Regions from separate parts of the Sus scrofa genome. Here region 1 is linked to region 2. A link is a contact called in public Hi-C data. All regions are on one chromosome and are shown on one strand. The core of a region is the stretch at or near the end of the contact, and the rest is flanking DNA. Distances in the headings are between cores, read along the strand shown. Region 1 overlaps FBXW11 (F-box/WD repeat-containing protein 11). Region 2 holds the start of FBXW11 (F-box/WD repeat-containing protein 11).

The links. A called contact is a pair of places that touch in the nucleus more often than the background predicts.
Region 1: a Hi-C map of alveolar macrophages shows a contact between it and region 2, with 4 times the contacts expected there. The contact joins the enhancer-like site here to the promoter of FBXW11 in region 2. A contact is called at or near these places in 4 of 5 promoter capture datasets (fetal liver, fetal skeletal muscle, liver and 1 more), 26 of 47 Hi-C or Micro-C datasets (alveolar macrophages, blood, brain and 13 more) and 2 of 2 datasets of contacts at active chromatin or transcription factors (alveolar macrophages and skeletal muscle).

What each region holds. Positions count from the first base shown.
Region 1 is chr16:52,286,455-52,291,991 of Sscrofa11.1, forward strand. The region is part of intron 2 of FBXW11 (F-box/WD repeat-containing protein 11); the gene reads left to right. Among named protein-coding and RNA genes, the nearest start is that of FBXW11, 77 kb to the left of the region's middle. Within about 2 kb of position 3,722, at least 18 of the 83 cell types and tissues checked have an H3K27ac peak or open chromatin away from gene starts, as enhancers often do. A contact at or near this core is called in alveolar macrophages, brain and omental adipose tissue, where this site is marked.
Region 2 is chr16:52,208,909-52,213,795 of Sscrofa11.1, forward strand. FBXW11 (F-box/WD repeat-containing protein 11) reads left to right here and starts at 3,493. Exons shown (of 14, transcript XM_021077115.1): 1 at 3,493-3,942. The coding sequence starts at 3,898.

The DNA of each region.
Region 1 (5,537 bases), core at 2,472-4,971, 78 kb after region 2:
CAACGCTGGATCTTTAATCATCAACGGCACCGGTCTGAGGGTTGAACCCACGCCTGCACCACGACCCAAGCTGCTGCAGTCAGATTCTTAACCCACTGTGCCACAGCAGTAACTCCTACTATGGGACTTTTAACCAGTTACTTAATTCTCTGATCCTCAGATTCTTCTGAAAAATTGGAATGACTACTTTCATATTTTCTCTGAAGATTAAGACAATGTATGAAATAAGCCTAGTACAGAGACTAAAGGTAGCTAATAGCTTTTTATACCATGTATCTGTTAATCTTTAATTTCTTAAATCTAAAGTTTTTAATGTTTGCATTTAAAAACGCGAGAGAAAATGACAGAATGCCTCCATGTTTTCTAGGTCCTTTGTAAGTTTTTGTTTTTATTTTTGTTTGCTTCCTCCCAGGAGTAAAGATGTTTTTGGTATGCAATCTTATATTGTATAAGCATTTCTCATCATGAAAGCCAAAATGCAGGACTTGCAGCATTTTAAAAGCAGGAAATTGATTCCTCTTATATAACTCTTAAGGTAGGGAATTTTCCAAGTGAAATATATTCTGTGTTAGTTGGTGGCACCTACTGGCAAAGATATATCACTGCTTAGAGCCTGCTGTGCTTTTACACAGACTGACCCCATATAGCAGTCTGGGAATGATGTTGGGGAATAGGAGAGGAGTATATTGTGTTCACCAAGGCGGGCATTTCCTTTGGCCCCCGGAAGTATTTGTCCAGTGCAGTGGGAGGAGGAAGGAATCATGCCAGGCCGTGGCCCTAGTCCAGTGCTTGCCCATATGTGCTCTCATTAAAAGATTGTTAAAGGGGGCGGCCATATACAGCCAACTCCGGAAAGCTAGGTCACACTAACCCGGCTTGATTTTTAAATGATGAGATGTTACAGAGCCTCTAGTATCTTTGAAATGTGCTGTAACCTCTGGGGGTGGTTACACTCATGCAGCGCACCACGTTTGCTCAGCTTCATTAGACCCCGGGACCTTTTTTTTTCTCTGAACATCTCTTGTGTTATCTGGAATACTCTCCGGAAATGATCCTCTGGTCAGAGTAGCTTAAGAGCAGCCTTTTCCCTTTGGCATCTTCTCCTGAAGGCTTTATAAGACAGGAACAGGCATTAGATGCTTGTAGTATTTGGTTTGTTCTGAAATATAATGTATTGGGGTTGAGCCTGTCATCATGGTATCAGTGCAACTTCCTTAGGGTGGTCGTACCACATGGACCACATCATTTTGCCATAGCAGTGATTTTAAAGTAGAGACATAGGAGGTCCCATCATCATGCAGCAGAAATGAATCTGACTAGGAACCATGAGATTGTAGGGTTCGATCCCTGGCCTTGCTCTGTGGGTTAAGGATCCGGTGTTGCTGTGAGCTGTGGTGTAGGTCACAGATGGAGCTCAGATCCCGCATTGCTTGGCTGTGGCATAGGCCAGCGGCCGTAGCTCCAATTTGACCCCTAGCCTGGGAACTTCTATATGCCTGGGTGCGGCCCTAAAAAACAGCAATAAATAAATGAATAAATAAATAGAGACATATATAAAAATTACCTGGAGAACTTAAAAAGCAAAATAAAACACATCCACTCCGGCCAGCTATTTGGTCAAAGACACACTTTGCTATCTTAATACATTTGGGACCCCTTTGTGAGCTAATGAAAGCTCTGGATCTTCTTTCCGGAGGGAGGTATACACACTAACTTTTGTATATGACTTCATGATACTTAGTGCCCTCATGCACATCCCCAAGCCCGTAGATCTTTAGTAAAGAACTCCTTGTGTCAAGTTTTCCTAAATAGGAATTTAATGGCCAGCAGCACTTAGCCCAGAATTTAGCTATCTATGTACTTCATGAGTTGCTTGACCATGGTGAGAGCAGACTGACGGTATTGGAAAAAAGCACACACTGTCACAGGGGTGAAAGGAAAGACGCTTGAAGAAAAAGAAAGGCCAGACCTTTGAGATGGTGGTGATGTTTAGTATATTTTCCCAAGGAGGCAAGTTTGGGAGCTCACACCCTCAGCAGTGGCTCTCAAGGGGAGGGGGCAATTTTGTTGCCCTGCACCCCTCACCCACCCCTGCCCCTGATATGTGGCCATCTGGAGCCATCTTTGGTTATCATAGTTACTGGCATGTAGTAGGTGGAGGCCCCAGATGCTGCTAAACATCCTGCAGTGCACATAACGGCGTGCCCTTTCCCCACAACAGGGAATTCATCTCGCCCCAAATGTCAGTAGTACTGAGGACGATCTGCTCTAGAGTCTGGCTGCTTCTTCCTAGATTGTATCTTCCATTATAGTAGTATCAGAATAGGAAGATCTGCAGTTTTTATTTACATGCGATGCTTCTTGGTAGGTGTAGGTGGAAAGAGATGATGATGAGAAGAGTAGGAAGTGATGAAGCCAGGTTGCTATTTCAAAGAACCTTCCTTTCCCAGAAGTGCTGGAGACTCTCAGACTGGCTTGCCTCATGGTTTCATCCAAGAGTTTGGATGTAGGAAACCACCTTCCTTTTCTCCTGGAAGGAAGGCTTGATGTTTTTTTCTTACCGTTGATGTTTTTTTCTTACCGTGTCCTTGAACCTGTGACCTTTAGTCTCTTATACCTTTAAGGAATAAAACAGTGATTTTTGAAAAAAAACTGTGGCTCTTAGAATTTTCTATTATTGCCATCCCTTCTTACCTCCACATATAGCAGGCTGAGAAAGATGTTGGGGACTAGAGAAGGTACATACTACATTCACCAAAAGTGGGCACTTCCGCTGCCTCCCAGGACTATTTATCTGGTGAAGTGGAAGAAGGAAGGAATCATGCCAGGTTATTGCTCTAGTCCAGCATTTGCAAATACATGCTGAGCTCTTTTTTATCAAGATGTTATTATAAAAAGCGAGCGGCCACACCCAATACATTAGGGAAAGCTGCATTAAAGTAACCTCACCTGATTTTTAAATTTTGAGGAGTTCCCGTCATGGCTCAGCGGTTAATGAATCCGACTAGGAACCGTGAAGTTGCGGGTTCGATCCCTGGCCTTGCTCAGTGGGTTCAGGATCTGGCGTTGCTGTGAGCTGTGGTGTAGGTTGCAGACGCAGCTCAGATCCCATGTTGCTGTGGCTCTGATGTAGGCTGGCGGCTATAGCTCTGATTAGACCCCTAGCCTGGGAACCTCCATATACTACTGCAAGAGTGGCCCTAGAAGAGGCAAAAAGACAAAATAAATAAATAAATAAATAAATTTTGAGACATTTCAGAGCTTTTAGTATATTTTTGAAGCGGCGTGTGTGTCTGAGAGTGAAAGAGAGTGAGTGTGAGGTGGCGGGGAGAGGAGGAAGAGGGGAATGAGAGAGTGGGCCCGGGAGCATGCAGCACTTCTTCAACTGAATTTGACCCCAGGACCCTTTTTTCTCTGAACATCTCTTTTATCACCTGGAATACTCTTTGGAAACAATCCTCTGATCATTTTATCTTGAGGGCAGCATTTTCCCTCTGGCATCTTCTGAAGGCTTTATAAGAGAAGTTAAAAAAATATACATGATGAGGGAGCTATTCCATCACTCACAGGGCTCTCTTAAATACAGTTTTATTAAATCGTATGTCTTTATCCCCTTTTGTCAAGCCTTCAGAGAATTGTTGCTATTTTTATCCGAGGGACTGTTTCCTTCTCCACTATGTAAATTAACACCACGTCTCTGTTTGGGGATGACAGGAAGGAAGAATGAAATTTTCTTACTGGAAAGACAGCTGTTTCTTGTGTAGTCTGCAGGAACTTCTGATGTTTTGTTGTTTGTTTCCTCTCGGAGTGAGGAACGTATTGAGGTAGCTTCTGTCAGAGTAGCTCTGGTGGGTTCAGGCTCCTGCGTTTTGAAAGTTTTTAGTTCAAAGCAGTGTTCACATATGCCTCCTTCACACATTCCCTGGGCTGCCTGGAGATGTGGGAGCGGGGACTGACTTCCCATCCATCATCCACTTGGCACGCTCACCTGTTCATGTTGCCAGCCATTCTTTCTTCTTACCCCTCTCTCAGAGCCCAGGATGTTGTGACGTTGCAAGCGTGGCTCTGTAATGACCAGTAGACCCAGATGATACACTGAGTCTCTGTTCCCACTTTGTTCATTCCCCCAAGGAAAGCTGCCAGTGTTCTTAATCCCGAAGTCCTTCAGGAGAGCAGTAAAAGGAATTACGTGGAGGGAGAAGTACTGTGTTTGTTTTCCTCTGCTTCACCCCCTTTTCTCATGTAGGATCATTTACTGCCACCCCCACTCTAGGCCTGCTTGGGACACTTGGACACACTGCCTGCCTCTCCAGCTCATGGCTTCCTTTAACCTGTGGAGCCCTGCCCTCCTGCCCAGCCCCCTTCCCCATGGCAGCCTTCAGTGCTGTAGGGCTTGCACGGGTTTATTGAGGAAGCCAGTGGGTTTTCCCTATTAGGCAACCATCTGGAGCCATTCTGTCAGAGTCTGAGGTTAGAAAAGCTTGAGAAGATAATACTTGGTGGGGGCGGGGGGGAAGGAGCTACTTCAAAGCAGGGCATGAACAGAGTTTTGAATACCCTTGTACACCAGGCCCTGTGCCCGTAGTCTCAGTCCCCACAACAACTCTGTGTGGTTTGTATTTGTCCAGGGGCAGAACACCTTGCTCAGGATCACTCACACGCATCGAAAGAGTGGCTGCATCTAGATACCAACTTCTTTCTTGGGTTTCAAAGCCTTGGGCTTTCCTGCGACATCATTCTCTCCTCCGTCTCTGATCAGAGCCTGCGGTGTCAGCTGCAGAGCGCTAGTATTCAGTGGTGATTCTTCTTGCCACTACCTACATTGGGTATTTTCAAATGGATTGTTTGGAAAATTTGAGAGATAGGCTTATCCCCTACAGGCAGTAAACAGACTCCTATAAACACTGATAACTTAAGCCGATCTAAAGGGCCTTTTAAACTAATACTGTGGGACAAATGTTGTACTTTAAATTTTGTACCCCCATCTTGGAATTTTAGATTTGGGAAGGAATCTCAGAGAGACTGCTGTTCATAAATGAGTTGTTATTCCTTTCAGAGCACAACTCTCCCACTTCCCCTTCTCATTAAGTTTCCATTTAGCTATTAGGTAGGAGCTTCAAAAGGGAAAATCCAATCATGTATAATCTCCAGTTAATGGGCATCTATTGAGCGACTAGGTCACCAGAAAGAATAATTACACAGTGCCTCTTTGTGCAGTAAACACAGAAATCAAAAGCTAATGCATTCCCAAGGCAAGCCAGATTGTTACTGGCTAACAGCATCCTCCTCTTAAGGTAAAAGGTTGGGGCACCCACCATGCCTGCTAGGGGAGATTGCAAAGCCATTCCAGGGAAGCAAGGCTATCAAGGGAGGAAAGAGAAAGGCAGGGGGGCTTCAAGGGCTTTGTCACTTCTAATTGCTGATGACTGGGGTGGATTATTGAATAGCAGACATTCTAGTAAATGTTTTGTGTGATCATCAGGAACTTAGTGGGTCTCTGGGGCTGCTTTCCCCACAAGTTAAAAGAATAACAGGGA
Region 2 (4,887 bases), core at 2,243-4,742:
CTCAGTTCCTCACCACATGGACATCCCATAGGGCTGCTCAAGTGTCATCATGACACGGCAGCTTGCTTCCTCCAGAGCGAGTAACCCGAGGGAGAGAGCAAAGAGGAACCCACAAGTCTATGATCCAGTCTTGGAGGTCACATACTCTCACATCTGCCACTCTCTCTTTTGAGAAAATTTAAATATTAACTGGTAACAGGTATTAAGTACTAAGGGGTAAAGACAAGTCTAAAGGATACAGAAATAATCGTTACAGGGAATAGCCACTACGTATAGGGTGAGGCTGAATACTCAAGGAAGGACAATTTTGAAAGAGCCTTCTCACCTCCACTGTTAGCTTGGATTCAGACTTCACTAGAAAGAGGACAGTTATGGCCTGTTGGATGGTGAAGTGTGTGTGCGCTGAGAGAGGGATAACAGTTCTGCAGACTATTTGCTGCCGTGTGCCACCACAAGGGCAAGAAGGAAAAGAAAATATTCTGGAATGAGGAAAAGAAGACTCTTCATTTGGCTGCTTCCCTCTAGGTCTCTGTATTGACAGCAGTCAACACTGTGCCAGCTGGCAGGGGAGAAATACTTACAGGGCCCTACTCCAGTATTTCAAAGAATGGAAAAGAAGGGTGGATTTGGAACTGAGAGGCTATAAATTGATAGTAGGCACACATATGCTCTGCTGCAGAAAATCAATGTATGTGATTATAAAATGCTGACCTAGAACCCACTGGGGGTGTTACATTATATATATAGTATGTGCATCATACAGCCTTTGTACAATCGCAACAGTTCTGAATTCTGAGCATATCTGGACTTCAGGTTTTTGGTTCAGGGATTGTAGACCTGTACCAGCTTTCTTTTTTGTTAGCTATCTGTGTAGAGCTATCTGAAAAATAGAGGGAACATATGCCTCAAGGTCTTCTGCCTTTATAGATGACCAAATCTAATCACCAGCTGGCATCAAGCTTGAGTCAATAAAAATACCTGAGCACCTGAGATCTTGTTTGAGACAAGGAGAGAACAAAGTGATAAGCCTGCCTCTTCAACAGCTTGGGAACAACTTCTGTCCTATATAATAACTTTTTCATCTCACTGAGCTCCTGGAGTTTGACCCAATAATATTAGTATTTTCTCCTCTTAAGGTGGGATATGGTTTTAATAAAAGGACAGAAACCTTGAGTTATCTCCATTACAGTCCCATTGCCAAGGGTTGCAAGCTCAAATATCTATATGGATTCAGCATACAAGTTAAATGAGTAAAGACAACAGGGAGCTGTGGTAACAGTGGCAATCTATAGCGTACATGCTTTGAACAAAGAAGGTAATTGCTACTTAACTTCTGCATATTTTTGCCATGCAGATCTGATAGTCGAATAGTCTAACTTTCCAAGAGAAGTTAGAAATTCAGATTTTAAAATGTGAAACTATCAAATTTTGAAACAATAAAAAAGACAGTGCAGGATAAACAGACACATGGAGGGGTTCATATTCAGCTGTGACTCCTATCCTAATCTCAGCTGCTAGGTCCTGTGACAAGTGCTGGCCCTTAAAGGCCCTGATTACTGTTACACTGGGGGCCCCCAATGCACGACGACTCTCTGTATTCACAACCTTGTGTAGACCCTTCCACCCCGACTCTGGGCTTGGCCATATGGCTTGTTTTGGCCAGTGACACACTAACAACTGTGGTGCAACCAGAGGCTTGATAAGTATTTGCTCAACGGGGTTTGTCCTCTTGGAAGTTAGTCACCATGCAGAAGCCTGAACGGTAAAAAGTCAGGTAAAGAGAGAGGCCCTGGAGGATGAGGAAGCTGTTTTGATGAGCTCCCAGCTGACTGCAGTCTCATGAGTAATCTCGGCTTATACTACGTGGGACCAGCTGAGTCCAGTTAACCCACACAATTGCAAAGAATAAGAAAGCACTGTTATTTTAAACTTCTAAGTCTTAGAGGTAGTTTATGATGATGCAATAGGTAGCTGAAATAGAGGTCATTTATTCCAATCCCTTTATTTAACTAATGAATGTCTCAAAGCCTAGAGAGGCAAAGGGGTCTGGTGAAATTCAGACACCATGTTAGGAATAATAGCTTTTTAATTCTGTGTTCTTCCTATTGCTTTTCTTTCAATTCCCTAAGTAGAAAGCATCGGATAAGGGCCATTAAACTTAAAACTGTATTGAACAGAACTTACACTGTGTCCTGCATGCATACAAATTACTGTAGCAATTCGGTGCTTGGAAATGGAAAGACTTAGAGGTCATCTAGTCCCTTCCCTTTACAGGTGCAGAAAATGCAAAACACTTGAGAAAGAGAACAGTAGCCTTTGACATTTGGCAGCTGGCCTGATACAATCAAACAGGCAGTAATGTTACTAGATGATAGCCTGGTCCTCTTAGCTAGGCCTCGTGTTTTCTTGTTGAACCTAATTTCATAGAACATAAATGTTAGACAAAGCCATTCTATGGCCATGATAGACCAATACAAAAGCGAAACCACTCCTAATTAAATCTGAACACAGATCAAACAGGGACATTGTTCAAACCACAAAAAATGACCAAATAGCCCTTATTCTGGTAATGAGGGACTCCTGCTTCTCTACCAATCAGGACTTCAGCCTCGTCTAGTAGTCCTTCCGTCTAGATAACATTTACTGAGATGCCCAATCATAAAATTACCTCCACTTTCTGACAGCATCTTATCCAGGGTAAAGTCCCACTTTCTTAAACCCTCATCCAAATCACCTGACAACTCCTCCTGAGATGCCCCACAGTTCTTCATGGTGTGTGTTCTCTCTCTCTGCAACCAGCAATAAACCCAACCTGTTAATTCTCAGCGGGCCTTTGTCGTCTTTGGTTTGAGGTTACTGACAGACCTGATAAGGTTTATACCGAGCTGGAGGCAGAATTCACTGGGCATCTCCAGCTGTGTTCCTTCTTATGGTTAATGTCTGTCTTCCCCCTACCAGAATTACGCTGCGTGAGAAGAGAAGCCTTGTCTGTAGGGATCAGAGCTGATTCCCAGGGCCTAGGCTAGTGACGAGCAGAGGCTGGAAGTTTAAAAGATACTTTCTAAACGAATGAATAATAGGTTCTCTTTCACCTCTCAGTTCCTCCCAGTACGTGGTGCACAGAGACCACAAAACTCCTCTTTCTCAACTAAATTTCCAAACCCCTCTTGGGACGCCACTCTTGGGACGCCCATGCTCTCAGAGCCTCCTTCTCTGCCCGAGCTCTCTCGCTCGCTGGCCCCCCTCCGACACTTGAGCCCCAAGACCATCCCTTCCTAGAACCCACCTGTCGCCAACACCTCACCCTGCCACAGAGGCCAGACCAACCGTGCCGTTACTTAGGTGTCGAGCGGGCACTGCAGGCACAGACCGCGCATGTGCGGAAATCGGTCGCGCACGCAGGATCGCTGGCAAGTGAAGAGTTGCCTTGGAGTTTCCGTCCGGGTCCGGGGAGCCTCGGGCTGCCAGGAAGTCAGAAGAAACTAGCCGGAAAGAGAACCCGCGCGCAGGGCTTTCTGGGATATGTAGTAGGCGCGCACCTGAAGCCCCACCTTGAGGAAGCCCGTAATTCTTTAGGTCTGCACGTCTCTCATTCGCAGTCCCGTGCTACTTTCGGCTGAGAATTCAGCTTCGGACGGCTAGGAGAGATTGGTCTGGCGGGGTCTTCTCGTTCCCACAACGCTCTGCGGGACCCGCGGCGCCTGCCGGGAGCTGTAGTCCTCGCTCTGCGTACTGCGTTCGCCGAGGGGGAGGGCGGAGCTGCCGGCGGCCCGGGCGGGCTGGCAGCTAGAGTGGGTGCGATAGCCGCCTCCGCCTCTGCCGCCTCCGCCGTCGCCTCCTCCGCCCGGGCCGTTCGCTGCTGCGCGGGGAGAGCGAGGCGGGGCCGCCAGGGCCGCCATGGAGCCCGACTCGGTGATTGAGGACAAGACCATCGAGCTCATGGTGAGTGCGGCCCGCTGGACCGTCCGTTCTTCCGTCCGTCCGGCCCCGGGCGGGCCTGCCCATCTCAACGTCCGGCGCGAGGCCGGCCCTGGCCCTTCCCCGCTGCCTCGGCCCGAACCTGGGCCCTCCGGCCCGGCGCGCTTTACTCCGGATCCCTCGAGATCTCAGGCCGGACCTGGTCCGGCCCCCTCCATGCCCCTCGGTTTTCCTCCCTCCCTCCCTTCTCTCCTGTCTCTGGGCCCATCCCTGGAACGACCCTCGCTCGCTTGTGCTGTGGCCTTAGCTCACACTCGCTCAAGCATCTCCTTCCTCCCTTAGAAGGGGTTTTCTGTTTTTTCTTTTTCTAATTCTCCGGCCAGGCCTGCATCGCTCTTGCAAGCCCCACTCAGGCCGAGTGAGATGGTGATGGGAGGGGGTACAGAGAAGATCGACCTGGGGTCTCGGCCTCTGCGTCCTAGAAGGGGTCTCTCAGCACCCTCTTCTCAAGCCAGGGCTGTGTGGATGCCGGCATAGGCCCTACAGGGGTGGAGGTGGGGAGCTCTCGGGTTTGAGGCTGTGACCGATAAGGGGCCTCTTTCCTGGGCCCCTGTGGTGTCCGGCTTCTCGGACAAAGGGTTTCCTACCCGGCCGAGAGGGATGTTTGGATAGCGAGGCCCCAGGTACTCTGGATTCCATCTCCCAGGAAAGAGACACTGTAACTTCACGTTTTCCAGAGCCGCTCTGGGAAATTGGGGAGGGGGAAGAGGGCTTGTCCTCATCTGCGCCGCCAGTTCTTTCTTCTAGAAAAGGAGTAGGAGAGAATCCTAGGCCCCTGGGAAATCGATCACTCTTCTGTTAGAAACCTTTGGTACCCAGGCCAGACCCTCTGGCCCCACGAATCCCAACCCCCCCTCCGCCTTGGGACTTGGAGCCTAAGGTTTTTAGAAACAGGGCCACGAGAGAGTG